Regions from separate parts of the Mus musculus genome. Here all the other regions are linked to region 1. Evidence: chromatin contacts called from public promoter capture Hi-C and targeted proximity ligation data. All regions are on one chromosome and are shown on one strand. The core of a region is the stretch at or near the end of the contact, and the rest is flanking DNA. Distances in the headings are between cores, read along the strand shown. Region 1 holds the start of Tmem223 (transmembrane protein 223). Region 2 holds the start of Esrra (estrogen related receptor, alpha). Region 3 holds the start of Tmem216 (transmembrane protein 216). Region 4 holds the start of Vwce (von Willebrand factor C and EGF domains). Region 5 holds the start of Tmem138 (transmembrane protein 138). Region 6 holds the start of Ddb1 (damage specific DNA binding protein 1). Region 7 holds the start of Macrod1 (mono-ADP ribosylhydrolase 1).

The links. Promoter capture Hi-C pulls out the DNA fragments that hold promoters and counts their contacts.
Region 2: a contact with region 1 is called in a promoter capture Hi-C map of the C10 cell line, with 5 times the contacts expected there. A contact is called at or near these places in 1 of 39 promoter capture datasets (the C10 cell line), 1 of 484 Hi-C or Micro-C datasets (B cells) and 1 of 130 datasets of targeted methods (pancreatic cancer cells).
Region 3: a targeted proximity ligation map of astrocytes shows a contact between it and region 1, with 4 times the contacts expected there. A contact is called at or near these places in 5 of 39 promoter capture datasets (the 3T3-L1 cell line, the C10 cell line, cranial neural crest and 2 more), 1 of 484 Hi-C or Micro-C datasets (B cells), 2 of 130 datasets of targeted methods (astrocytes and pancreatic cancer cells) and 1 of 9 other capture datasets (adipose tissue).
Region 4: a contact with region 1 is called in a targeted proximity ligation map of embryonic forebrain, with 6 times the contacts expected there. A contact is called at or near these places in 3 of 39 promoter capture datasets (the 3T3-L1 cell line, cranial neural crest and hippocampal neurons) and 2 of 130 datasets of targeted methods (embryonic forebrain and pancreatic cancer cells).
Region 5: a contact with region 1 is called in a targeted proximity ligation map of astrocytes, with 4 times the contacts expected there. A contact is called at or near these places in 2 of 39 promoter capture datasets (cranial neural crest and hippocampal neurons), 1 of 484 Hi-C or Micro-C datasets (B cells), 4 of 130 datasets of targeted methods (astrocytes, embryonic forebrain, pancreatic cancer cells and 1 more) and 1 of 9 other capture datasets (adipose tissue).
Region 6: a targeted proximity ligation map of embryonic stem cells shows a contact between it and region 1, with 3 times the contacts expected there. A contact is called at or near these places in 9 of 39 promoter capture datasets (the 3T3-L1 cell line, the SN4741 cell line, cranial neural crest and 5 more), 1 of 484 Hi-C or Micro-C datasets (B cells), 3 of 130 datasets of targeted methods (the NIH/3T3 cell line, astrocytes and embryonic stem cells) and 3 of 9 other capture datasets (adipose tissue, liver and pancreatic islet).
Region 7: a contact with region 1 is called in a promoter capture Hi-C map of cranial neural crest. A contact is called at or near these places in 8 of 39 promoter capture datasets (the C10 cell line, HPC-7-derived erythroid cells, cranial neural crest and 4 more) and 1 of 130 datasets of targeted methods (pancreatic cancer cells).

Annotation. Positions count from the first base shown.
Region 1 is chr19:8,769,524-8,773,115 of GRCm38.p6, reverse strand. Tmem223 (transmembrane protein 223) reads right to left here and starts at 2,120. Exons shown (of 2, transcript NM_025791.1): 1 at 1,801-2,120; 2 at 641-1,068. The coding sequence starts at 2,107. The coding sequence ends at 776. Nxf1 (nuclear RNA export factor 1) reads right to left here. Exons shown (of 21, transcript NM_016813.2): 20 at 2,796-2,856; 21 at 2,206-2,542. The coding sequence ends at 2,504. Tmem179b (transmembrane protein 179B) reads left to right here. Exons shown (of 5, transcript NM_026325.3): 4 at 10-88; 5 at 282-594. The coding sequence ends at 443.
Region 2 is chr19:6,919,363-6,923,183 of GRCm38.p6, reverse strand. Esrra (estrogen related receptor, alpha) reads left to right here and starts at 1,376. Exons shown (of 7, transcript NM_007953.2): 1 at 1,376-1,562; 2 at 2,785-3,121. The coding sequence starts at 2,797. Catsperz (cation channel sperm associated auxiliary subunit zeta) reads left to right here. Exons shown (of 5, transcript NM_001039494.2): 5 at 524-758. The coding sequence ends at 633.
Region 3 is chr19:10,553,829-10,557,368 of GRCm38.p6, reverse strand. Tmem216 (transmembrane protein 216) reads left to right here and starts at 1,606. Exons shown (of 5, transcript NM_001277860.1): 1 at 1,606-1,656; 2 at 2,205-2,306; 3 at 2,748-2,840. The coding sequence starts at 1,644.
Region 4 is chr19:10,631,840-10,635,891 of GRCm38.p6, reverse strand. It overlaps Vwce (von Willebrand factor C and EGF domains), which reads right to left and starts at 1,659. Exons shown (of 20, transcript NM_027913.2): 1 at 1,309-1,659. The coding sequence starts at 1,418.
Region 5 is chr19:10,575,256-10,578,826 of GRCm38.p6, reverse strand. Tmem138 (transmembrane protein 138) reads left to right here and starts at 1,441. Exons shown (of 5, transcript NM_028411.4): 1 at 1,441-1,743; 2 at 3,316-3,571. The coding sequence starts at 3,460. Cyb561a3 (cytochrome b561 family, member A3) reads right to left here and starts at 1,670. Exons shown (of 8, transcript NM_201351.2): 1 at 744-1,670.
Region 6 is chr19:10,603,389-10,607,193 of GRCm38.p6, reverse strand. Ddb1 (damage specific DNA binding protein 1) reads right to left here and starts at 1,597. Exons shown (of 27, transcript NM_015735.2): 1 at 1,428-1,597; 2 at 201-349. The coding sequence starts at 1,488. Tkfc (triokinase, FMN cyclase) reads left to right here and starts at 2,936. Exons shown (of 17, transcript NM_145496.1): 1 at 2,936-3,026. The coding sequence starts at 3,024.
Region 7 is chr19:7,054,714-7,058,673 of GRCm38.p6, reverse strand. It overlaps Macrod1 (mono-ADP ribosylhydrolase 1), which reads right to left and starts at 1,906. Exons shown (of 11, transcript NM_134147.4): 1 at 1,492-1,906. The coding sequence starts at 1,783.

The sequences.
Region 1 (3,592 bases), core at 871-3,370:
GTTTCACAGCTGCTCTGAAGCCCAGAAAACCTCATGGACACCTTCAGGAACTGCTGTGCAGTTTTACTCCAACCTACATACTGCTGAAGTGAGACACAGGGATACGCTAAGATTAAGCAACTGTAGCTTAAGCGTGTTCACCATGTAATATGTGCTTGGCTGTACTTCATTCACAAGCTCAAAGTAGCTATGGGGCTTGTCACCTTAGTCTGATCAATGTTGTGTGGGTAGGACTGGATTGGAGCCGGCTTCCCACCTCATACTCCTGTTCTCTTTCACAGACCTCTTCTTGGGTGAATCTGATATTGTGGTGTCTGGCTTTGCTGCTCCAGGCCATGCAGTGCAAGTTTAAAGCCACATCATACCAGCCCCAAGAGAGGGGTGACCAAGAGTGGAGCTCTGAGACAGATGCTCTTGTTGGGCACCACCAGTCTCACTCCTGAAGAATACTCAAGTGCTTTCTACAACCAGAACCTCCATGCCCCAGTGCTTTTAATCCTCTTGTCTCTGTACAGCCCTGTTTATATTAGAAACCTCAGTTTTCTCCTTAAACTTTTTTGTACCAAAATAATATATTACTTTTCTTCATCATGGCATGGATTTCTTGATGTTAAATAGATGAGAGAGAGGACAGAATGATGGCTTAAGTAGGCATGTATCAAGCCTTTTGGAAGAGATTTATTGGCTGTTAGTGAATTCTGGGCACCTTTTTATTGTCCTGGTAGTCTCCTCATCCCTAAGGGTTTTGCATCGTCTGAGAAGGGTAAGCCATTTTTCACAGGCTCCGGTAGGCACCCACAGTGTTATCAAAGAGTTGAGTGTTGGGAAAGTGTCCAGCTTTGTCCAAAAGGAAGTAGAAGCGCCGGCCTTTGACTTTCAGAGGCAGCATAGCAGGAACTTCACCTCTGTGAGCCATGCAGGAAATCTGGTTCAAGGGAACTGTGAAACAGGTACCCAAGCCAAAGGGGGCATAGGTGGTCAATGTCACCTGCTGCCCTCCTGCAAGGAGCATGACAGACCGCACAGATCGGAGTGAGTAGAGGAGACCAGCACCAAGGACCAAGACTCCTGCAGGGAGGCAAAGTGGGGTAAAAGGTTATACAGACACCCCCACCCCCACCCCTTAGAGTCAAATTACTGTAATGGAAGTAACAGTTTTGAGCAATTACACTCTAAAACTCTAAAAGGTTCCTAAATCCTTTTTTTTTTTTTTTTTTTTAAGAAAGGTAGCTAGGCAGTGGTGGTGCACGCAATCACTAGGGAGGCAGAAACAGTTGAATCTCTGACCCAGCCTGGTCTACAGAGTGAGTTCCAGGGCAGCCAGAGCTGAGAAACCGTGTCTTGAAAAAACAGACAGGGTCTATTATTCCATGCTGGCTGCAAGCTTGCTATATGTTCAATAACTTTTAATTTGTGATCTTCTGTCCAAATCCAGATTACATCTGGATGCCATCATATATGTTAGGCAGTGTTGGGTTCTAAACCCTAGACCTCATGCATACTAGGCAAGCAGTCTTAGAAACCAAACTGAGCCACGTCCCCCACCCCATCGACATTTTTATAGATAGCCAGCTCTATTGTTAAACGGAGAAAATGCATTTGTGGCTTCAAAAACCTGCTCGTGGCTAGTATGAGGGGCAGATCTTGGCCTACTGTATGCAGGGTGAGGGTGCAAGGCATTCAGGGACTTTATTACACCGCACCCATATCGTGTGTCCCACTTACTTTTTTGGAAGCCCCTTTTTGCTAAGTGAGCGTTGTGCTCACAGCCCCACAGCAATCTGGAGCCCAAGCGCTTACCCATCGTGCCGCAACCAACAGCCAGCCCGTAGCGCCAGAGTGCGGAGCGCAGGTCCTGGTAGCTCCGGTTCGGAGCCTCCGCAGGTACTCGGCTCAGAGGTCTGGACAAGGCTGCAACAGCCAGGGAGGTCCAGAAGATGCCCTGACCCGCACAAAACAGTCCAAGGATGGCAAAGAAGCGGCCCCGCTCGTGCCGGAAGAGCAGCACATCCCGTGGGACGCCATTTTGCAAATACCGGGGCACATTTTGGGACCGCAGCACAGACAAAAGGTGGCTGACATTCCGCAGCGGCACAGACGCCACCATGGCGGCGCACTTCCGTCTCCGGGGCGGGACTTCCTATCACGGCGAACTTGCCCACCCCTCCTGCATTGAGGGAAACAAGCCAGTAATGGGACACAAACTACAATATCACTCTTTATCTTAAAAAGTAAAGGGAATCCTGGGGTTAAGTACACAGAGCACCTAAGTCCTTCGGGTAGTTTAGTGTCAGCTCTACAAAGTAAGCTTTGGCTTCCTGGCACCATGAGGCTCAATCTTCCGGAAGTCTTCTCTAAGTCTTCCAGAAGGTAGGTGAGGAGGATGAAGCAGCCCTTCCTCCTCAGTCACAGTTACAGGGTGGCCTCGGGCTGGACAGGAGACGGCAGATGACAGCCAGACAATATTATCCAGGGGCTATTTACAAGGGGACTTTTCTTGTGATCATTTCATAAACGCTACTTCTGGAATCTCTCCCTTGGCCTGCAGAAAGATAAAATGTAAGTAGAACCAGGCACCTCTCTCCCACCTTCCCTGCCCAGCTACTGTAGACTCCCTGGCTGTCCTGGCATTCTCTATGTAGACCAGGCTAGCCTCAAACTCAGAGATCTGGCTCCCTCCTTCCTCCCAAATGCTGGATTAAAAGGCAAGTATCACCACACCCAGCCTTCATCTGACCCTTGTTAAAGGCTCAAGAGATCCATTTTTAGCAATAAAAAAAATTCCCATACTTTACCTTGAGAAGAGTGAAGGCCTGAGCAGATCTGGTGTAGTCCCAGTTATTGTCTTGAAGGCACCTAGAGTATGATTAAAATAGGAAGCCACATAAGAACCAAAATGCAGTCAGTCACCAAAATCCAACCTATAGAAAAAGTCACCAATGTTTTTCATTAAGTTTACACAGGGTCACACCACTTGTACAAATGAAACATAAAATGTTTACCAAAAACAACCAACGTGTAGTTTTACACTGGTAGGGAAGGATTTACACGGTTTAAAAACTATGTTCCAGCTGGGCAAGGCTTTTAATCCTATCACTCTGGAGAAGCTGAAGCAGGGAGGTATCTGTTTGAGGTAAACCTGGACTACAAAGTGACTTCCAAGCAGCGAAGGCACAAGTGAGACCCTGACTCAAATATAGAACCATATATAAAAAGACTTTGGTACTAGGTATGCACCTATAGTTCTAGCTCCCTTGGAATGCTCAGGCTCACTGGAATCTAGGACTTGGTAAGGAGTTGAGCCGGGTGTGGTGGCACATGCCTTTAATCCCAGCACTCGGGAGGCAGAGGCAGGGGGATTTCTGAGTTCGAGGCCAGCCTGGTCTACAGAGTGAGTTCCAGGACAGCCAGAGCTATACAGAGAAACCCTGTCTCGAAAAAACAAAAAACAAAACAAACAAAAGCCAAAGATGGCGTGGTGGCACACACCTTTAATCCCGGCAGGCGGATCTCTGAGTTCGAGGCCAGCCTGGTTTACAAAGTGAGTTCCAGGACAGCCAGGGAAAACAGAGAAACTGTCTCAAAAAAAACC
Region 2 (3,821 bases), core at 127-2,626, 1.8 Mb after region 1:
ACAAGGATGCCCTAAAAATTAAAAGTCAAGAGAGTAGGCACAGGCCGACTCAATGGAGTGAGTGACTCAGAGGACTTAAAATAAGCCCCTTTCTAGCAAGTCTGTTTTCTCTGCTTGTTCAGTGGAGTGACAGCCTTTGGGTAGCTTTGCTTCACTCCCAGGTGTGGGAGCTGTGACACATCGGGATTTTTTTTGGGTAAATGTACTGGATATTGGATTATCTGCGTAACCTTCTGCTCATGGTATATGAGCACATAGAGGGAAGAAAGGGCCAGATAACTAGTTAGAGTGAGCGGCTCAGGAGGAGGTTGGGTCTCACTGCCTCTGTTCAGGCTTGCAGCAACTTCTTCAGCCTTCTTCCCCTCCATTCTTCACATCGCACCTAGGAGACCCAAAATTCCCCAAACTAACACAGATCCAAATCCAGCACTAAATGCCACCTCAAATCACCTGTGGTTCCTCAAATGGGGGAAGCCCTTTGCTGCTGTTCATGGCCCTGAGCTCAGCTCTTCCCTCTCCCTAGCATATAGGTCCACGATTGGCAGGAACCACTTCATGACTAAAGAGCTGCAGGGATACATCGAAGGGATCAGGAAGCGCAGGAACAAGAGGCTGTACTTTTTGGATCAGTGAACCTCCAGCTCAAGTGGCCGACGAGACGTCCGCTCCGTGTCCTTTCCGGTCCCTCGAACCCAAGCTCAACCTCATCTGCATGGAATTTGAATCCTAGAGAAATTAAAGAGTCTATGCATGGTCCCAGAGTCAGTGCGTGGCTGCTTGCGTGAGGCGGACGCACGTGGCCCCGCCTTTCCCCGTGACCTTCATTCGGTCACCGCAGTGACCTTGAGTTTTGTCCGCTCGTGTCTCACCTCTGCCTTTGAGGAACTCGCAAACCAGGGCTACTTGCATGTTTTAGGTCTGCTTCTCCACTTGAGGGTCCTCAGGGGTGCTGATCTACCAAATCTGTCAAGTGTCCCATCAACATAATGGGGTGGGGTGGGGAGCAGCACCCTGTTAGGCCCCACCCCTTATGCATATGCAGTTACATAAACCCGCCTTTCATTTACATACACGTTCAACGCCCTCACAGAGTGAGTTCACTGAACAGCTACGCCCACTCTTATAAGGCAGAGCACCGCCCTCCTTCGTGATGCAAGGGTGCTCCGGCTTCTCTCCCGCACCAGTTCCTAGTCTTCGCTCCTCCCCTAGGTTCAGGCCCCGCCCACAGGAGGCCGCGCACGCGTGTGTATCGACAAGGCCTGCCCGCTGTCCTCCGGGTACGCAGGCGCCGCCGCCTCCCTCGGATATTAGCATAGGGCACCTGGCCCCACCCCCTGTTTTGCATGCGCAGGCCGGCCCCGCCTCCGCTGTCAGCTGGAGGAAGCGGAGTAGGAAGCAGCCGCGATGTCCTTTTGTGTCCTACAAGCAGCCAGCGGCGCCGCCGAGTGAGGGGGGACGCAGCGCGGCGGGGCGGTGCGGCCGGAGGAGGCGGCCCCCGCTCACCCCGGCGCTCCGGGCCGCTCGGCCCCCATGCCTGCCCGCCAGCCCTGCCGGAGCCCAAGGTCCGGGGGCGGAGGGGAAGGCGGCCGCGGGGGTGGGCGGGCGCGGCGGGGGCCATGTGCAAGCGCGGGCGGGGGGCGGGCTGCGGGCGGGGTCGCGCCTGGTGCGTCGGCCGGGTCAGGACTGGCTTCAGGTCCTGGCCTCCAGTTAGCCTCGGGCCTTGGAGCGAGTCCCCGGGCAGCGTTCAGATCGATCCTTGAGCATTGCGGGAGTCCTCGGGGTGGGCTGGAATTGAAAGGGTCCCTTGAGGCCACGTGGGGGCGCTTGCAGGGGCTTTGGGCCACCCTCCTCTCTGGGTCATAGGTCATCGTAGCGCGAGGGAGAACTTCTTCCTTGTCGCCTCTTCTTACTTCCTGATAACCTGATAGAAGTCCCCCGCGGGCAATGGGGGGAGGGGAGATTAGTAACTTCAGGCAACTTCCCATAGGTGTGCGCAGGTTAATGGGGGGTGGGGGGCGGCCCTGGAGGTCGCGAGAGGTGGTGAACTCTGCGGTAGCTGGAGTGTAAGAATGAACCTTGCAGGTTTGGGGTGCAAAAGAGGTGGAGCCGCGCCCTGCACGGCGTGGCTGGACTGGGCTTGCTAAAGCTGGAGGGGGTGGCGTGTCAGAGGTGAGAGACTCCCTTACAAGAGTGTGGTGAGGGATTAGAAGACTTGAGTGTGAGTTTGCTTATTGAGTGTGCTCTTTTGCTGGGAGTATGTGAGAACTTGGGACTGGTTAAAGGCCATGTGTGAGTGGAAGGTTCCCAGGAGAGTGTGAGCATGTGTGGACATGTGGAAACTCCTGAGAGAGTGGCCATATCCTTTGCCTCCGCCCCCCTTGGCCCCCCTTAGCCCCCTCCCGGTTCCTCAGTATGCTCTTGAATACTTGAGAGTACCTCCTGGAGTACATCTGGAGAAAACTGAGGAGAGGATCATGCTTATGCTCGGGGTTGAGAGTTGCCTGCAGGTTGAGGTTAGCCTGCTTCCTGGCTTGGGTGGGAGCTAGACTTGCCAAGCCGCTCCCAGGTTCCCAAGAGGAAGACCTGCTGTCAGTTACTGGCCTCAGAGGCTCTGGAGACTCTGTTCCCATGGCGACAGCTGGGGGCCCTCTTCATGGGCAGCCCTTCCTTGGACTCTGCCTCCTCCTTCTCCTTGGCTGAGCCTGGAAGCCTGGCTTAGTCCCAGTGTTGCCCAACCTATGTGGCAGGGTGCCTCCCTGTGACCCTGATGGTCTTTCCCTGCAGGTGACCAGCACCATGTCCAGCCAGGTGGTGGGCATCGAGCCTCTCTACATCAAGGCAGAGCCAGCCAGTCCTGACAGTCCAAAGGGTTCCTCAGAGACTGAGACTGAACCCCCGGTGACCCTGGCCTCTGGTCCAGCTCCAGCCCGCTGCCTTCCAGGGCACAAGGAGGAGGAGGATGGGGAGGGGGCAGGGTCTGGTGAGCAGGGCAGTGGGAAGCTAGTGCTCAGCTCTCTACCCAAACGCCTCTGCCTGGTCTGTGGGGATGTGGCCTCTGGCTACCACTACGGTGTGGCATCCTGTGAGGCCTGCAAAGCCTTCTTCAAGAGGACCATCCAGGGTGAGCCCCTACCCCCACCCCCTGCTTCTGTGCCCTTTGCCCTGTACCCTTTGGGCCTGGCACTAATTGGTACAGTGCTGCATGCAGGAGGCCCTGAGCCTGTCTGTTGCTGCTTGAGTCAGCAATATGAAGTTTGAATTTCCTTGTTCTTCCTGGGACATCATTTTATTTAAGGGCTATAGCTGAGGTTAGTAGAATGCTTGCCTAGTTTACAGGAGGCTCTAGGTTCTGTCCTTAGCACCATATAAGTCAGGTGTGGTGTTGGGTACCTAAAATCTCAGCACTTTGGAATGGAACTAGGAGCATCAGAGATTCAAGGTCATCATTGACTACATAGTAAGCTGAAGGACAACTTGGGCTCTGTGAAAGCCTGCTCCCTCCCCTCAAAAGGGTGGGGTGAAGCTGGGCAGTGGTGGCTCATACCTTTAATCCTTGCACTGGTGAGGCAGAGGCAGGTGGATCTGTGAGTTTGAGGCCAGCCTGGTCTACAGAGTGAGTTCCAGGACAGTCAAGGCTACACAAACTCTGTCTTGAAGGAAAAAAAAAAGTAGAAGAAAGAAAAAGCTACTAGTATAGGTCACTGATGGATTGGAATGGGATATGAGCCAGGATGCAGGTGCCTGCACCTGTTATAAAGCTTCGCTCCTGACTTTCCTGTTGCCTCTAGTAGCTGCCTGTAAATCACCTCGCACAGCACAGA
Region 3 (3,540 bases), core at 357-2,856, 1.8 Mb before region 1:
GATCCTATCACAGATAGTTGTGAGCCACCATGTGGTTTCTGGGAATTGAACTCAGGACCTCAGGAAGAGCAGTCAGTGCTCTTAACCACTGAGCCGTCTCTCCAGCCTGGGGCTGAGTTTTATTTGTGGCTTACTAAAGAAAAGTGTGTAAGAGCACGGCTATAGATAAAGCCCAGTGGGGAGTGTTTGCTTAGCAGCCCCAAGCTTTGGGTTAGACCCCAGAGGGCAGGAGACCCAGCTGCATATTCTAAGGTTCCTGCAGGTTACTGACTTAGTCTGTGTCCACTTTTGGTACCTATGCTGTTGTGGCATCCTGACATGAAACAGCATCATTTTCTTAACCAACCAGGTGATATTAAGGCTATAGATTATATCATCTCTGTTGACAATGGGTAAACTTTTCACTGTAGCATGAGAACTATATGTGTATACAATATCAAAATGTTTAGGCAGAGTGATTTAAGACCCATAATTTACAAAAACAAGCAACTGGTCCACCCTCCTTTCCTCTGAGACTCAGAGCAGGGGTGTGTATGAAGGTAGTTCAGATGGGGTGCAGGGACCAGGGCTTTCTCCATCACCTCACCTTGCCGTGGTCCTTTAGTGGGAACTTAGAATTCCATTTAAGACCTGCCAGAACATTGTGACACCCACTTGAAACCCCTGTACTGGACGGGAAGCAGAGGCAGGAGAATTTGAGGCCTGCCTAGCCTACATAGGAGACCTGTCTAGCCAAACTAAACCAGACCTGAATAAGGCAGTGGAAGGCACAAGCAGAAGTGAAGGAGGAAGGAGAGCAGAGGTGGAGGTGGGGAGTGATGGAGGGAGGCTTCTACTTAAATTATTCTCCCGGAGTGAGGACCTGCTTTGAGAAGCAACAATTACTGCCTTTATCCACACTCCTACTAGGTAGGGAAATAGCACTTTCATTACAGGTTACTTACTCTCTCCCGTTATTTGTTGACTGACTGCCATACTCTAAGGGCTGACAGCTGGAGTCTTTTCAGAAATCTTACTCTTTCACCCCCTGCCTGCAACAACACGCTCTTGCTTCAAATTGCGGCCAGGGTTCGTTCATAGCGCAAGCTTGTTGGAAACATTTCTCAATTTCCAACTGGCCAGACGCTGTCTCCTTTCAACACCCTTGCACTCTTTGGGTCGCAGGAGAATCTCATTATAGCACCGCTGTTTTCCCTTGTACTCCTAGAAAGGACATTCTATCTTCAACGGTTTTGGTGTTTACATAGGCTCCAGGTAAGCCTTTTGCACGACAGTGGCATGGGGTGTTTTTAAAAAAAACACATGCAGTAGAAAAGAGAATGGTGGGCGCAGGGCCGATCCTCCAACTACTCGGCCACACCGGGCCACTAACGACCTACGCCATGACGCCGGGGATGGAGAGAGTTCAGCTGGAGAAGTGTTCTGGTCTCTCTGCCGTCGTTTAAAACCCCATCCTCCCCCTAGACCACTGTAGGTGGTTGACGGCTGGCGCTGTTCTGTGCATGGGCGCGGCCGGTGGGGTAACCATAGAGTAGCACCGGCAGGCAGAGCGGCCAGAAGACCGGGCGGCTCGGTGCCGCGCTTCCGGCAGCGCCGCATTGCTCCGGGCGCTGCAGTGTACGCAGTTTCCATGGGGACTGAACATGGCGCCGCGAGGTGAGACTCTGGAGGTGTGTGTCTCTGCCCCTTATCCCACGGGTACCTGCCAGCCCCCTCCACCTCTCTGTCTCCAGAGCTCGACCTAATCCTCCATTTCTAAAAGTCGGGGTCTTACTCTTCACTTGTCTAAATCGGGCTTGGGTTGTTCTGATCACCCCGAGTGCCTGCATGGGTACTCGAATACCGTACTCTTAAAAATCCCCGGCTGGCCCTATTCTGGGATGGCTCAGTTATGAATCCTCCCGCCTTGGACAGAATTAGTTTCTGTGCCTCAATTTCCCCCTCAGAAGTGACAGGGTTGAATATTTGAGGTGCCTCTCAGCTGTGATTATAGCTGAATTGTCAGAGAAGTAGATGTCAAAGTGATTCCTGAGAAAGGAGATTGAAGGCAGTTCCTGCCACACCAACACTCACGTCATTAGCAATCAGAAGTTTCTCCCTCATTCACAATAATCTTGTGATTTCTCCGGATTACAAAGAACCTTCACACAGAACAGAGTAGAGCTCTAGCTGCCCTGCCCATTCTTTGTTTTGCTTTCTTTCAGATAAAAGATTGTCCTCAACCCCCCTGGAAGTCCTGTTCTTTCTGAATGGGTGGTACTATGCTACCTATTTCCTGCTGGAGCTCCTTATTTTCCTGTACAAAGGTAAGCCTGGGCCTATCTGCCTCTGCCCCAGCAACCCTTTTCCACTTTAGCATACTCCAAGAACCTTCTATCTTCTGGTCCTAGCGGCATCTCCATTGCAAGGCAGAAGTCTCTCCAACTAATGGCTTTAGAATGATCAAATAGGATGTCTTTCAGCAAGACTTGAGTTTGAGAAATGTGGGTTTCTCCATCCCAACTCTTTCCCCATCTCTCTTTACTAAAATATTCAGATCTGTGTACCATTATAATTCAGTCATTTGGCAGAGTCAGGACTTGGAAACTTAAAGCCTGTAGCTGTAACAATCTATACCTTGCTGATTTGTGAGATGTTAAGACTGGTTGGTATCCTTGTCCCGGGTTTGTGGCCGTCCATCCTTGTGGGGCCGTGGGGCTGACCGTTAGCTAGGTGGTGTGTGCATACTCTGGCTTTCCCTCCTGTAGGGCTCCTGTTGCCGTACCCAACAGCCAACTTAGTCCTGGATGTGGTGATGCTGCTGCTCTATCTTGGCATTGAAGTCATACGATTGTTTTTCGGTGAGTGTTGTTCAGAAAATATTTCCATTGCTTATGAGACATGCTGGAGCCTGTAACTTGATTAACAAGACAAAGAACCTAGGCTCACTATCAGAGTGGATCTGGTAATGTATATACCATTGCTTCTTCCCTGAGGCTTCAAGCTGCCGCTTCATATTCTAGGTCAAGGTTTACCTGTGTGTTTGTGAGTGAGGCTAGAAGCGGGCAGTAGCACTGATCTTAGACCAGTCCTCCCAGCTGCCTGAGTGCCACAAGAGTGCCTGCGTCTTCTCCTTGCTCTGAGAGAGGAAAGCAGTACATTCCTAAAGAGCTCAAGATCCCCTCCGCTTCTCTAAACAAGGATTTCTCTAGAAGTTCCTAGACACCAGAGAACAGAGCAAAACTGCTGATTACTTAGAATATATCATCCTAGTGCGAAAATACAAACCTAAGGGAGAGAATGGTAAGGGATACTAACAGTCAATTCACAAAAGTCATTATAGAGGACCAAAAACCTTGCTAAGGTGAGCATGGTGGCACATGCCTTTAATCCCAGTACCCTCTGGCAGAGACAAGGGGATGGCTATGCATTCAATTAGACATAATGAATTCCAGTGCAGACAGGGATGCGTAGTTAAATAGATCTTAAATAGATCCTAGCTAAAAAAATAAAACAAAACACCAAAACAATAACAACACTTGCCAATGTGCTCAAACCTAG
Region 4 (4,052 bases), core at 410-2,909, 1.9 Mb before region 1:
ATTAACAAGGGCTAGAACTCCTGGAGCCGTGGAGCAAGGACCATGAACCCAGGCAAAGCAATAGGCACCAGATGACTTTCCCCACATACCCAGAGCTGATGGGGATTTCATCCCACCAACCAGAGCACCCTCTATGCCTGTCCATGTATCAGACAGAAATGATACAGGATAAGACGAACTTGCCTGGCTCTTAGGGTTAATAATCTGGGTCAAATGTGGAAACCTAGGGGGAACCATAGCAGTACAGGAAAGTTTGCTGGGGATTTTCCCTAGGGCCAAGTCCTTTTTTCCTCTCAGAAGTCAAAACCAGTGAAGACAAACCAGACCAACAGTGATGTCACACATAGAAACGATGATAGCAACAGCTGAGGCAGAGAATCCGGCAGCTGGGATCTACAGAACAACTTAATAGCTAAGCCAAAGGGGGCTCTGAAAGGGGCGTGAGGTGCCATCGAAGTGGTAAATGGTAGGGTGCCTGTGGAAGCTGGTGGAGTTCCACTTCAGATAGGCAAGGGTAGGGTGCCCACCAGAAAGCCCCAAGGAGCTTTTCGTGTGTGGCACAGTGATGCCAGGGAGACAGGTGGTGGGAGATCTGCAGGAACTGCAAGAGATCGCAGAACCCACGTGCTGGGCGGTAAGCTCTTCCTCCAGGGCAGCCCCTCTGAGCGCCCCTGGGAAGATGTGGCCGTGGGCCAGGCCACCCGCTGACAACGTGTACCCTTGCTATAAGCATCACGCACACACGATCACCACTCCCTCATCACCCCTTAGTGGTAGAGGACTAAGACAAACTTAGGGAAAATGATTGGGTTTGGAAAGACACGCCTCCCGCCTGTCGCCTGCGGCCTCCCGCCTCCCCGGCCTGTGCACACATGCGCAGATACCAAAGCATAACCCTGAGCCACCGGTGGCTCCAAGGTCCACCGGGTGCAGAGAGCAAGAGACACTGAGAAAACCCCCAACCCCAAAGCAACGTGTGCAGAAACGGAGGGGGTCCCGCACCACCAAGGAAGAAAGCCAGGCAGTTGAGACCAATTGGCATGTGCTGGGGTTCCCTAGCCAGAGGGTCAGCCTATTCCCATAGTACAAGATTCCTTGGAGCCGCGATCTCCATCTCCCAGATTCCTTAGCCAGAGCAGTCCCCAGCCAGGGCCACCCAACTGGCACAAACTACTGTCTCTTTGTCCAGACCCCTGGTGTGCCCTCGCCACAGAGGCTACAGGTCCAGCAGCTGCCCTATGCTAGTGTCTTCCAGCTCCACGCAGTGGCGCTAGAAGGCTGGGCCGCTGAAAGGCACCGGGCTCTTACCTCTCCGCAGAGTAGTGCCCTGGCGCCTTCCTCCCGGTATAGCCTCGGGCTGAAGACCCCAGCAACGGGATCAAGATGTAGGCGACATGGAGCAACAGTCTAGCCCACATGACTGGCAGCAGAGGTCCTGGACTCTACTGGGCTCAGGTCCCGCACCGGGGAGGGGGCTACCGACCTTGTCCCTCCTCCTGGAAGCGATCTGGTTCCCCCACAGCTGGCAGGGACTGAGGACGACGAGAAGAGGGCTGGTGGTTAGGGGAGGACTGCCTAGGCGGGTGGGGGTGGGGGTCCTTGCACCTTGGAAAGAAACACACAAAAGGAGCGCCGCCCGCCGGTGCCTCTCCGGGAGGCGTGGAGCCTGGGGCGGGAGCAAAGATCAGGGACCCCGAGGGCGGGGTTTCACCCTCGGCCCACACCCCCAGCCTGGGTTTGGGAGTCGCTTTCCACAGAATGACTGAAGGCTTCGAACCAAGTTGGAAAGAAACTTCAGGAACAAGGTTTTTGAGTTTCCATAGAATCCAATCTGAATTCTCAGTAGGTGAGACTTGTGGACACTCAAACCCAGGGCACTGAAGCGAGGCAGTTTTGACTCTCCCCAAGCCCACTAGATGGTAAGGATAGTGTATTGGTGGTTTAGTCTGCTTCCTTGCCAAAGGACATTAGCCTGTTTTGAACCCACAAGCTACCTGCTGGGAGTCAAATGGTTGAGTGGACAGCTTCCTAGCTCACCTGGGAGGTAAGAAAGCAGTGCGCAGGTGGCAAGGGAGCTAGGGGCGCAGAACTAGAAGGTTCAGTGTTTGGGCTCAGGCTTCGAAGTTGGCTCAGGCTAGAAGAGGTTTAGGCTGAAGAATGTAGAGCAAAATGATAGAACTGAGAAAGATCTAGTTGGGAGGAAGCGAAAAGAAGGCTCGAGTTTTACCTTGTTCTGGTAGCAAGCCCCGCCTAACCCTACCCAGTCTGGATTAGTCAAGCGTCTGTGTAAAGACTTCTAGGAATAAGAAAAATTGGCTGAACTAGTTTTTAAAAACTGTACTTCCCAAGCACGACTAAATCCTTCGCTTCTGCCTCGTGCTGATCCCAAGATCATTGGCATTGGTGACCACAGATAAACTGTGCACAGATGACCTGGATGCTAGCTGCCTTCTCACAGACACTTTCCTTTTAGTTTCTGAGCAAACGTTAACTCGGGTGTTTGATGCTTGTTGGTCCCCCGACCCTTAATTTGCAGTAAGAGGAAAAGTTCAAGTACTTTTGGATGTTGTGGTGCCATGGCTAATTGTTATTTTCAACTTGAATGGATATAGAAGCTCCTAGGCAATAAACCTTTGTGTGTGTCAGAGCTGTTTCCAGAAGGATTTAACTGAGTTGTGAAGACCCATCCTAAATGTGAGTGGCATTGTCACATGGGCCGGACCAAATACAAAGACCATAAAGTGAGTGCTAACATTCATCTGGCTCTCTATGCTTCCCCTGCCAAGATGGCTGCACCTGTGAGCCAGATAAACCATTCCTTCCTTGCTTGCTTGCTTTTATGGAGGTTATTCTGCCATAACAACTAGCTGTTGGCATAACAACTGGCCAGCCATCTTTCTACCTTAACCCACGTGGCTGAACCGAGACTTACATTTGGACCTGTATCTCATCTTGTTTGGGCCCATTCTATTATCTAGTCAAGCTCACAGCAAGCATAGTGCCAAAGATGAATGTGACTTCTCTGTACCTACACATCGAGTCCTAAGGACCTTCAGACTCCTTAGGGCAGCTTTCTTGCCTGGAAAAGGCAGAGGCTGCGCTTGCTACTGTCACAAGACAGGTGTTCTTCCTTCCCATCCCTGGGAAGCTATCTCTGAAACCACTACACACAGGATAAATCCCCTTACTACAGCCCTCATGGCTCATGACATTTGTTGTTTATCACCCAGCATACCTCTCCACTTCCGTTCACTGCTGTAGCCCCACACTCTCCTCTGCAGAACTCACTCGCTAGCAGGTGGAAGATCAAAACCCTCATTGCCCTACTGTAGATTTCTAGATATAGAAAGTAGGAAATTCGGACTGGAGGACCCTTACACCCTTTTCTTTTCTTTTCTTTTCTTTTTTTTTTTTTTTTTTTTTTTTTTTTTTTTTGGTTTTTCGAGACAGGGTTTCTCTGTGTACTTTGGCTGTCCTAGAACTCACTCTGTAGACCAGGCTGGCCTCGAACTCAGAAATCCGCCTGCCTCTGCCTCCCAAGTGCTGGGACTAAAGGCAAGCGCCACCACTGCACGGCCCTTACACCCTTTTCTGAGCCAGCCCAGCATTCCATCTCCCTACAGTGTCTTCAGTCCTCTGGCATCTACCTTCCCATCAAAGCAGCTGTTGGTCCTTTAGTTTCATTTGCTCTTCCTTGCCCTGTTCGGTCCTGGGGCTTCAGTTGAGTCTTTCCTATATGAGCCGTCCATCTTCCAGGACTAATGTTTGTTCATTTGGTGCTTCCTCCCCATTTCTGTGACTTCACAAGAGACCTTTCACTGAATAAAGGATCCAAGATGTTCCATAGGAGAAACAGTATGAACCAATCAGTACCCCGAGAGCTCCCAGGGACTAAACCACCAACCAGAGTACACATGGAGAGACTCAAGGCTCCAGCTGTATATGTAGCAGAGGATGGCCTTGTGGGACATCAATGAGAGGAGTGGCCGTTGGTCTTGTGAAGGCTCGGTGCCCCAGTGTAGGGGAATGCCAGGACAGGAAAGCAGGAGTGG
Region 5 (3,571 bases), core at 192-2,691, 1.8 Mb before region 1:
AGTTAGTTACATTGCTGTCTACAGTTCACAAATAAGCCCTCTCTTTTCCTAAAATAGCAAAAGCAAGGAAAAGAACGCAGGCAAAGGCTGAGACTACGCTCTCACTTGCACTGAGAGAGCAGTTTGTACTAAGACACCAGACATGCTCACCACTGCCGGGTCTCCTGTCCTTGCTTGGCTGAGCCCCATGCTCAAGGAGGGAGTCCACAGACTCTTTAGGCTGTTTGGGCTTGAAGCCTCTGTCACAACTATATTCATTCTTGGCTGGTGTAATATAAGAGTAGCCAGGAAGGGTATCTCAACAAATGAGCATGGCTGTGCCTCGTTAACACCACAGACACTGATGTCTAAGTTTTACATGATTTTCACATTTCACACAATATGATCCCTCTGCCCCAATAGTTTAAATATGTAAAAGCCACTCAGGGTTAGATGTATGGGGTGTAGTTTATCTACCTTGATTTAAGAAGTGTACCGAACCTCTATTTAATGTTTTCCTCAATTCACTGGCTAAAGGATTCTCATAGGCTGAGCTAAAACAGAATCAGTCCCTGGGTTAAGAAGTGAACCTTCCATTACTCTCAGGAAAAGGCTGTACTCCAAACACAGTTACTTTTAGAAGTTAGAGCTACAAACAAAAAGACCAAAGGGCAGAGTTAGTTGTTTCCTCCTCAAAGACGGAGGGACACTAAGAATTCTGGGGACCAGATTTAGAGTGCAAATCCTATAAACCTGCATCTTACAATTCAAAAGTACTGCAGCGCCGGGATCCAAAGAAGAGTAACTCGGTCAGGCAAATGGCAAGCCTGGTACAGGCACCCAGTTCCTGTGTTCAGTTCCCAGAACTCATTTCCAAAGGCAGCCCCTCCAAACGGCAGGACTCAGGAGTGAGTGACAAATAATATTCCACTCAGGAGTGTGAATAAAGTCCACCTTAGCACAAGTGCTCACAGACCGGTCCTTCGTCCTTCGGACAGTCAGATTTACTCCAGGTGCAAGGGGGGTATGACGGTGACTCCTTTAGTCAGGTTGGTTCTAGCAAGTCTTAGATGAGACGCCTTTTGAAAAGCGTGAGAGCCTCTACGAACACCACCTGCGGTATGGAAGGGGCACGGAAAAGTGTCCAATTCTTACGAGGAAAAATAGGCTGAACGCCGAGGTAAGACAGAGCGAAGCAAGGAAGCGGCGGAACCACCACTGGAACCCATAACCCGGCTCTCCCAGCCCGGGTTCTATCCCACCCTTAGCCACACAGTGGGACACCTTGGGGGCAGGTCTCTGGGACCCGCCGGTCAGCGAGAGCTGCCACTCCCTAGGCTCCTCTTGAACCTCGGAGAACTGACTTTCCAGCAAGTCTGCAGACCACGGCATCCGCTACAGAGGGCGCTAAGTGAGATTTTTATAGGCTCGGCCACTTCCGGGGGTGAGCTGGGGCGTCTGGGAAATGGGGTTTGCAAGCTAAGGGGCGCGTTCCTGAGCGGTCCGATTCCTAGGAGCGCTGCGTCCTATCAGCCTTGTCTCTAACCACAGACCCCGTCCAGAGACAGGTGAAATGCTGGGGTTAACAACCTCACGCTAGGGTCGGCCCTCAGCGAGGCAAGATAGAAGAACCGGTCACAGGGAGAGCCTGAGAAAGCAAAGACCCTAACATGGCGGGCAATTAGCAATCTACTTCCGGAATTTAAAGCCAGCTTCCGGAAGCCGAGCGAGTGTTCCCATGACAACCGACGTCGGTTCCTTGAGGTGCGTGTAGATGCTGGGGATCATAGAGTGGCTGGAAGTCAGAATTTTGTGTTGCTATTGCTTTTGCTATGAGTCTTTTGCCGAGGCCTTTCGGTCTGTGAGCGGATTGGGACTGGTGAGGAAAACCGTGTTAAACTGGAGGGTGCTCGACCGCGTAGCCAGAGCGAGGGGCGTTTCTGCCTAACGGATGCCCTTGGTAGAGCCTTACCAAGTGGTGCGTTTGACTCTACTCATTTGCGAGCTGGAGGAAATGACTCTATTTATGCGTCCTTGCCTATAGCCAGGGGATAATTCTTTCCTACCTTGCAGATTGTTATGAGGATTAAAGTAAATTCTCTTGGTTAACAAGATTATCATGGCGCTGGTACCTAGAGAGATATTGTGTGAAAACTCAAGCCCAGAGAAGTTACATTCATATATTTAAAGAGAGAGAGAGAGAGAGAGAGAGAGAGAGAGAGAGAAAGAAAAGAAAAGAAAACCACGGGGCTTTTCCACCGCGGAAGGTGGACGGGTTCCGGACCCCTCAGAACCTTTGCAAAATGAGGGTTATATGCACTAAAATGGCTGCTTTTCAAGTCCAGGGATCAAGTAAAGTTATAAATATGCTCCCCTCACTTGCTGCCTCAGTGTTTCTGTCATAACCTTTATAAAGTTCCTCTAGGAGAGTACTTTGTCTTCTCAACTCCTTCTGTATGTGACACTGTCCATTTCTATGAGGACATATTTCTCACCTACTTAGATAGCACTCTATAAATTATGAAATAGGCTGGTTGTATAGTGCCTCTTAGAATACCACTCTGCCACCTACCAGCTGTGGAATCTTGGTCTAATTAGTTACCTTTGCTGAGCCTCAGTTTTCTCATCTAGGAATTGAGGGAAATAAGAATTGATTTTCTACCTTATGAGGTTATTATAAGATTTTAATAACATCTGTGATTGAAACAGTTCCTAGAGTGTTGCATGAAATATATAAGGGTTTTATTTACTACCATTACTACTATTATGTGACCAGGCTGTCACTGCTCTGTAGTAACCCTAAATATTCTTGGTTAGAGTTGTGTATTTGTCAGGTGTGGGTAAATTCCTGTAGAACAGGCTCTCAGGGTTTACCCTGAGGATCAGGGCAGGAGGATCAAGAAGTTAAGATGAGCTTGGGCTACATAGCAAGATCTGGTTCCAAAAAAAAAAAAAAAAGCGCCATGCATTAAGAAGGATCCAGACATGGAGAAAAATTTGCTGTTAATGAGTCTCTAGAATGAATGACAAGTTATGGTGCAGTGGGGTGGAGTTGGGATGGGTTTGGGTTTGTCTTGTTTGGTGAAGAATCTTGGCTCTCATAACCCAAGCTGGCCTCAGACTCTTAATCCTCCTGTTTTAGGTTCCTGAATATTGTGATTATAGGTGTGTGCCACTATGCCTGGCTTTAGCTGGGTTTTTGTTTTGATAATTGGTTTTAACTAATATACCCTGATCACCTAGAATGGTGTTTTGCATACCAATGTTTATTGCTAGACTTCTAATATTGCCTTCCTTGCCCTTCCTCCCTTTCTTACCTCTTTCCCCTCCAAACAGGTCCTTGCATTAGAGCCAAGGAAACAGCTCCGATTTGGAAAAACTAAACATCTCTCCTGGAGTTCTGGGCAGAGAGAAAACCAGTAGTCATTTTCTTCGGAACTGTGGAATGTACCCTTGGGAGTCCCACAAATCAGGCAGAAGATGCTCCAGACCGGTAACTACAGCCTGGTGCTCTCCCTGCAGTTCCTGTTGCTGTCCTATGACCTGTTCGTCAACTCCTTCTCAGAGCTACTCCGAATGGCTCCTGTTATCC
Region 6 (3,805 bases), core at 348-2,847, 1.8 Mb before region 1:
TGACTAAGAAATGAAGCTAGGATTAACACTACAACCTCTGCGGCATTAACCCACAAGCTCCTTCAGGTTCTCTTCCCTAATAACTCTCTCCTTCTGGGATTCTGGTTACAGACTGCCATTCCCAAAGAGTTTCTACTTAAGCCTTCACCCATCCCATTTAAACTCTGCACCCAAGGGTTCCTTCAGGGCCCGTCCCTTACCTTGGGCCTGAAGAGCTCCATGACTGCAATCTTCCCGTACATTCCCACCTCTTTGACTGGCCGAAGACCCTCCGCAGTGACCACATAGATCTCTAATCTTGTGTTTTTAGCAATCAACAGGTTCAGATCTTCCGCTGAAGTAAAGTGTCCTGAAAGAAGAGAGCCTCTAACTTTGGAAGCTGGAGGATAGGCCTTTCAGGTACCTCTAAATAAATCTACCTAAGGACCTCGCCTCCTCACCAAATGAAGCACCTCAATGTCTTGCTTCACACACTCAACAAAGCTATAGTCTTAATCAGACTTTTAAAAATGTACTGTCGACTGGGCAACAACAGCCTGGCCTTCAACAAACTATGACCACGAAAATTCTTCGGATGGTTGTTGGGTTTTCCTTTCTAAATTACAACAGCAGACTGTAATTGACGCTAATGGAGAAAGCCTGTGTTTCCTTGAGTTCCCATCCAGAAAGATAAAGCGAAGAAAATTTCCCAGAGCCTTCAGTGTTGTCCTTTTATCTCCCAAGCAATCTACCAACACCACCCAGCCCTCTGTAGCTCTCTCTGAACAAGAAACTTTTGTTCTGAAATGATTAGCATTTACGTAAATACACGAATTTAAGTAGCTGAAAATATGAGTTCAAGATGAATGTTCTTTGGTTTGGGATGTAACTGCCGATAAAGAGCCACGCACACAAACAAGGCAAAGCTCGCACACTGACGGGCCAACCAAACCTTGTTCTCCAGCAGCGCCCTGGAGTAAACAACAGCCCCAGGCAAAAGGGTGGGTCTGGAGAGGGCCGGGGGGGGGGGGGTGCAGACATTGCTCAAATTCCTCAACCTCCTGGACATCCACCGGAAAATTATGAACTCAAAACTTGCCCCATTATCATCTCCCCTTTCCCCTGACCACATGGGGCAAGTTTGAAGACTCAATCAACCACGCACACAACTCACACTTCGCTCTCCGTCCCATCAGGCCTGGACCAATCCTCAATAACAAGTGACCTCCTATGAGCAAAAAAGGACCCAGAATAGCTGCTTCCGCTGCCCAAAAGGCGCGTGGTGGGAACAGCTCCTTTGAGATCGCGAGCTAAGGGGGACGTTCCGCGACTGCCAGCGCCTTCCATTCCCGGAGCCCAAGTTTTTGCTCCCGCCGCCCCTGGGGCCGCTGGCCTCCCTAGGCCTGGGATCCCTCCCTTGCCCGGGTCTCCGGCCGGGGCAATCTCACCGGTCACACAGCCGTTCACTGCAGTAGGCTTCTGCGCCGTTACGACGTAGTTGTACGACATATTGAGGCCTTGGGTTGGCCCGTGGGGCGCCTAGAGCGACGATAGAGAGACGGGCGCGAGCGAAGAGACTGAGAACCCCCACCCTCACGCAGCCAACTCCGTGGCTGCTGCCTCCGCCCCTGAGACACGTTGCAGGCCAGAGAGGCCAGGCGCAGAGGATCACGGGACGGCCTCACCTGGCCTCTTGGAGGACTTACGGAGCCCGAGGCGGCCAACCAAGCGAGGCCCCGCCCCCTGAGGTCCCGCCTTCTCCTAACCGCCAGAGGTCGCAGTACCCGGATGAGAGCGAGAGTACCGGTACGCAGGCAGAACTGGCCTCCTCTTTGGTCTGCTACGCCCTAAGTGGCCGCCTGCTGGCTTCCCAGCCCAGATCCGCGCCCCTTCCTCAGATTCTGCCTCCTTCCTTCCTCCATAGCTCCAGGCGTCCTCGGGGTTTTCCCTCTTTTAAAACAGGAAGGGCTGCGGAGGACTAGACTGGGGATAAGAGGTGACCATCTGTGCACATCCCAGAGTAGAATCGTGCTTTCCTTTGCTTAATTCTTCGAGCTCCTCCTGATCCCTCGAATGCCCTCAACTGACTTTAGAACAATCATCCCAGCCTCACACATCACCTGGGGGTGTGTTTGCTCACCTCTTTTAATTTCTCCAGAAACGAAAGGACTCTCCACTAAATTACTTGATAGCACTATTAGTGCCTCTACTGCGATACAAATTCTAAGCTCAAATACAACGCAGGAATTTCACAGGAAGAGCCTAAACACCCAGGTGACTAGTGCAATCAGCCCCGCAGATGCAGGTCCCAGGCTTCATCAGACAGCCTCCATGTCCCCAACCCCAAAGGAGGAGCAGCAGAAGCCTAGTCCTGAAGCATCTCCAGAATGCCGGAGGAGGAGAGCTAACTCCCTATTTTACAAATGAGGCAGAGATCAGTGTAGCTAGGTTTGAACCAGGTGGAACTGAAGATGATTTGTACCTCCCCAGCTGGCACTCGACTTGACTCTGGGAAACTGGTTGACTAAGGGGAAACATTAGGCTTTGTAGCAAGACTAGACATGGGCTCAAGTCCTAACTCTCAGCAACACAATCTTAGACAACTCACTAGAGCTTTCAGTCTGTGTTCCAGAAGTAAAATAGGATCACAGAGCTGACTCACTACTAGTGTGGCCAGCCAGAAAGGTAAAGGTCTTTGTACATTTTCTCCTTCCCAGCTTTAAGCTGGACATGATTCCAAACACTGCCTTCTGGCTAAGTGGGGGTGTGAACTTTGGTCAGTCCCCACGCTCCTCTCCATTCCTAGCCCACGAACTAGAGTTTGGACTTGGATCAAAGTCTGAGGCAGCTCCCTAATTCTTAAGGCACAGGCACGGGAGGCATGACATTGCCAATCGGCTGCCCATACCTTCAGCAACTCAAGTCCTTTCCACTCCTGCAGGTGCTGCTGTCTCTACTTCAGACCTGGTAGCAGTCAGGACCGTCCACCCGGCGGCATCTCAGAGCAGAAGTGTGAGCTCAGCTTGTTTCAGAACTTTCCCACCATGGTGAGTCCTGTGGGAGCCACAATAGAGGGACGACCATGGGGAACCCCACTCTGGACACCCGGACTCTCTCTAGTCCCCATCTGAGACGATGCTGCCTCTTGGGGTTCAGAAGACAAGAATTTCATTTTGTATCTCCAGCTTAATCCCCGTTCCCTTTCCTGTGGGCGGGGCACTGGGCCAAGCCAGGTCTGAGGTTAACCTGAGGCACCCTGAAACCCCTATGGCTAGGATCTCAGGCACGCATTTAGATCAGAACAACAAGTTACTTGCTGTGTGATAAGTCACTTTGCTAGTCAAGGAGGGAACCTGGAGGAATGATCGGGCCCTTGTTCCTCAGCCTGGGCATGTGTGGGCTGCTCCCAGAGCAGGGAACTGCAATGTGGGAGGCTCTCAGTGTCCCCGGGGTTTGCTTTAAAACTGATCTTGAACAGATCTGGGCTCGATTTCAGCCTCGTGCCCATCACTGTGTTACTACTATGCCAAAGGCTTCACTTCTCCGGGTCTCTCCTCTCGCCAACCTCATCTGCAGTATGGCAGACTAAGACCTGCTAGCACATGGCCTGGCCGCACAGTGTTGATCAGACTAGAATCCTAGTGGCCTAGTCTGTACCTCCCCTTTCTTGCCTTTCCTTTCCCTTGTGTTACTGGGAAACAGGCATGGCTCTGGTGCAGGAATGATTGGGAATCTCTTGGAGGGAGACTCAGTGATCCCTCTTTCCCCACCCTGTGCCTGTGACTTCAGCCACTTGGGAAAACAGCATGTGGCTGGGATGAACCTG
Region 7 (3,960 bases), core at 657-3,156, 1.7 Mb after region 1:
TGACCTTCCCAGCTCTTCATAGTGCACAGAGGACTATGTCGCCATAGTGTTTCTCCACTAGACAGACTCTTGCCTGGCCACTCACTGTTGAATCCTACAGCGCTGGTACCAATAGGGCGTGAGGTAAAAGTTTACTGAATGAGGGCCAAGGAGATAGACGGGTTAGTGGGTGGGTAAACGGAATTTGATCCCCAGAACCCATGCAAAGGCCTAAAAGCTAGCCGCAGCACACTGGCATCTCTAATCCCATTAAGCCCGGCGGAAATGGCAAGCGGAGATCAGACTCTCCAGAGGCTCAAGGACCAGCGCCCCTGACTCCCCGCTTGGCACAGAAAGGAAGAAAATAGCGTCTGTCCAGCAGCTGAGGAACCTCAGGTCCCATCAGCTTTCCCAGGTTAGGCTGGTTTTCAGGGTCACCAAGGAAAAGGGAGCTACGGGGAGAAGGGCTGGAATGTAGAAATAGACGCAGACGGTACACTACGTGTGGTACTGCCCCAACTCTCCTCCTCTCCCTGGGTTGCTGCTCTCCATGGGTAAGCAGGACTCTAAGGAAGAACACTAACTCCCTCTGCTGGAATTCTGGACGAGCCCCGCAACTCCCGGCCAAGGTTGAGGGAGTGGCAAGTTCTGATTGCTCCCAAAGAAGACTGTCAAGTGCTTTAGGATCCTGGGCAGACTTGCAACAAGGGAGAGCTCTCTTTTCTAAAAAGGAACCAATCTGAGGTTACCTTCAACCCCGCTTGACCCAGCCCCCATGGTCACGCCCACTAGCAGCCCAGCCAATGGCCTTAGCCGCTCATTGGGAGGAGGATCGGCCCGGAATAATAAGGGAAGCACTGGCGCTGAAAGGCAGGGGCAGCTGGACTGCCACTCAGGGCTATTTGGGGCTCTGCACTTTGCATTCCAGTTAGCGACTAGGTCGTCCGGGACCCGTGGCCCCTTCCTGGCATGCCCGTCCAGGAGGAGAAATACTTTCATTCTTGAGGGAGTCAGTGATTCTCACAAGCCCACGCCCGATGTCAGCCTGCTCTCCAAGTTCTATGATCCCAGTCCCTCAAGAAGGAGCAAAGTGCTGGCAAGGGGCCAGAAGCCAGCAGGAGGGCAAAACGGGCACCTACCATACTCCCAGAGAGGCCCCCGAGCTGCCATTCTTGGGGCTACCTGACCCTACCTGATAGGCCAAGCTTCTACACTTTGCCTTTGCACACTCCCAGCCTGACCTTGGGGAAGTGAACTCTGGCCCTAAGCCTCAGTTTCCCTCCTGTGCATGCATGGAGGAAGGTGGCAGATCCCAGAGGATCTGGGGGTGTGGGGGGTGTGGACTACCTGGGACCATTGCTGAGGTAAGGCCGCCTTCCCCACTCGTTTAGTCAAGGGGTAACCTGGTGTAGGAGCTGGGTATGGATGTGGGCTAAAGGGGTTCCCGAGTGTCTCAGTTGCTCGTGGAGTGCCTTTCGGCCGGGGAGACCCACGCCCTGCGCTCACACTTACATTTGGCCTCCTTCCAGTCGGTGGAGGTGCTCAGGTCCACCTTCGCGGCCATGGCCAGGGGGGCCCAGGTGCGCACCCAGGCTCCACGCCCCGCCGCCCCCCACGCCCCAACTCCCGCCGAGAGCCACGCGCAGTAGCCGTGCTCGCCCAGTGCCACCAGGGGACCGCACGCACTGCCACGGGGCCGCGGGCCACCCGCCGAGCGGCCGGGCCAGGGGCGCAGGGAGACCAGCAGCTGCCCCGCCGCGCGCAGCTGTGCCAGGCGGCCGGACACTTGGCTCTGCAGCGACATGAGCAGGCGGTGCCGGGCGGCTCCCCGCCCACTCGGACTCTATTTACGGTGCTCCGGAGAGTCGCGCTCGGTCCCTTATTTACTCTGGGACGAGAGTGGCGCGTGCCAGCCCGTGGCGACCTGCTTAGAGACCGCGGGCGGCGCGCCGCTGGGCACCCTGGAACTTGTAGTTCCGTCCCGGCCCACTGCGCTCACGCACTGGTAGCACACACGTGCGCACCCAGCCTGTCTGTGTCCTCCCGAGTGTGGCTGCAGCCAACCTTCCGAAGCTCGGTGATTCGACAAGGCACTCCGTGCGTGGGTTTTCCCGCCAAGTCGGCTTCTAGTTCTTTCCGCCTAGTTGCCGTGGCTCATAAGTAAACTCGGTCCTATCGCGTGTTTTGTAGGCATAGAGAGACCTGGACTTGTGTTGGTGCCTCCGCATCACCCAGCTCTGCTTCTGATCCACAGCAGCTGCACGTTCCAGCCTGCCAAGGTGGGGCGGGGGTGATAGGTGCCGCGGACCTATGTGTTAGGGTGGGGCAACTTTTCTGAAGAGCTCGACCTCCCTTAAGCTCCAAGAGCCAAGCAGCGCCGACTGAATTCCACAGCAGCTCACAAGACATTAGTGAGATTTGACAGGAAGAAACCTAGGTGTCAAATAGGCATGGTAAGGCATACTTACAATCCAGCATTCCAGAGGGTGAGGGCGGAGGATCTTAGGAAAGTTTAGGATCAGCCTGACTTACAAGGCAGCCACATAGCAAGACCCTGTCTCAGTCAATAGGTCAGTCTAACAATCAATATAAAAAAGAGCCGGGCAGTGGTGGCGTATGCCTTTAATCCCAGCACTTGGGAGGCAGAGGCAAGCTGATTTCTGAGTTCGAGGCTAGCCTGGTCTACAGAGAGTTCCAGACAGCCAGAGCTACACAGAGAAACCCTGTCTTCAAAAACCAAAAACCAAAAAAAAAAAGGAGAAAAGGAGAGAGAATATGGATCTATAAATGTGGGTGTATAGAAACACTAGAGTAGTGACCTAAGAAGGATAATTTTTTTCTTCTTTATTTTTCTCCTTTTCTTTTGTTGTTGTTGTTGTTGTTGTTGTTGTTTTTTTTTTTTCTTCTCGAGACAGAGTTTCTCTTTGTAGCCCTGGCTGTCCTGGAACTCACTCTGCAGACCAGGCTGGCCTCAAACTCAGAAATCTGCTTGCCTCTGCCTCCCAAGTGCTGGGATTAAAGGCGTGCGCCACCACTGCCCGGCTAATTTTTTTTTTCCTCATATTCCATAATGACATATGCCTGTAACCTGTTCCCGGTTAGCCACTACTTCATATTCAGTTCCACACCAGCCTGGCCTACCTGAGAGCTGGTTGTCAGAGCTACCCAGTGAGACTCTACATTTTTATTTAAAAAGAAAGCGGGGGTGGGGGAGGGATTTAAATCCCGGGGCTGGAGAGATGACTCAGCAGTTAAGATCCCTGACTGCTGTTCCAGAGGACCAGAATTCTATTTCCAGCCCTCACATGGTGGCTCAAAAATCTTCTGTAACTCCAGTTCCAAGGGATGCCACGCCCTCTTCTGGCCTTGCATGGAGTAGTGCACAGCCACACAGGCTGGAAAACACCCAAACACATTAAAAAAAATTTTAGAAATTGTTACTGTGAACCTTAATATCTGAGCCATCTCTCCAGGCCTTGCTCCCTAAACTTTACAAATAAAGATTTAGTTCCTGGGAAACAAAACAAAAAGGAGAGAGAGCAAAGCGAACGACCCTCCTATTGAAACCTCACCACCAACCTGGCAACGTAAACAATGCAGATTTCTCAGCTTATTTCTGAGACAAGAATCTGACGTGAGTCACCAGAATTGCATGCCTCTGGCTTCATCCCTTCCTGGAAGCTCTAAGGGAGCTTGTCCCAGGATTTTCCAGAGGTCACGGGCCCTTCCTGTAGATCCTCCAGCAGCCTGGCAGTGAGCCCAGGCTGCTCCTGTCTTTCATGTGGTGTGGACCATGCTCTCTGGTTCTCCATCTACCATTTCCCAGGCTGTGGTTACGCCGGGCCCCGTCAGCATCCAGGAGACAGTCAGTACTTGCCCACAATCAGCTGGTTTATAGCCGCCGTTTCCCTTTGCCAGAGGCCATCTTCACAGGTTCCAGAGTTTAGGATGTGGATGGCTTGAAGGGTTTTCACTTTGCCC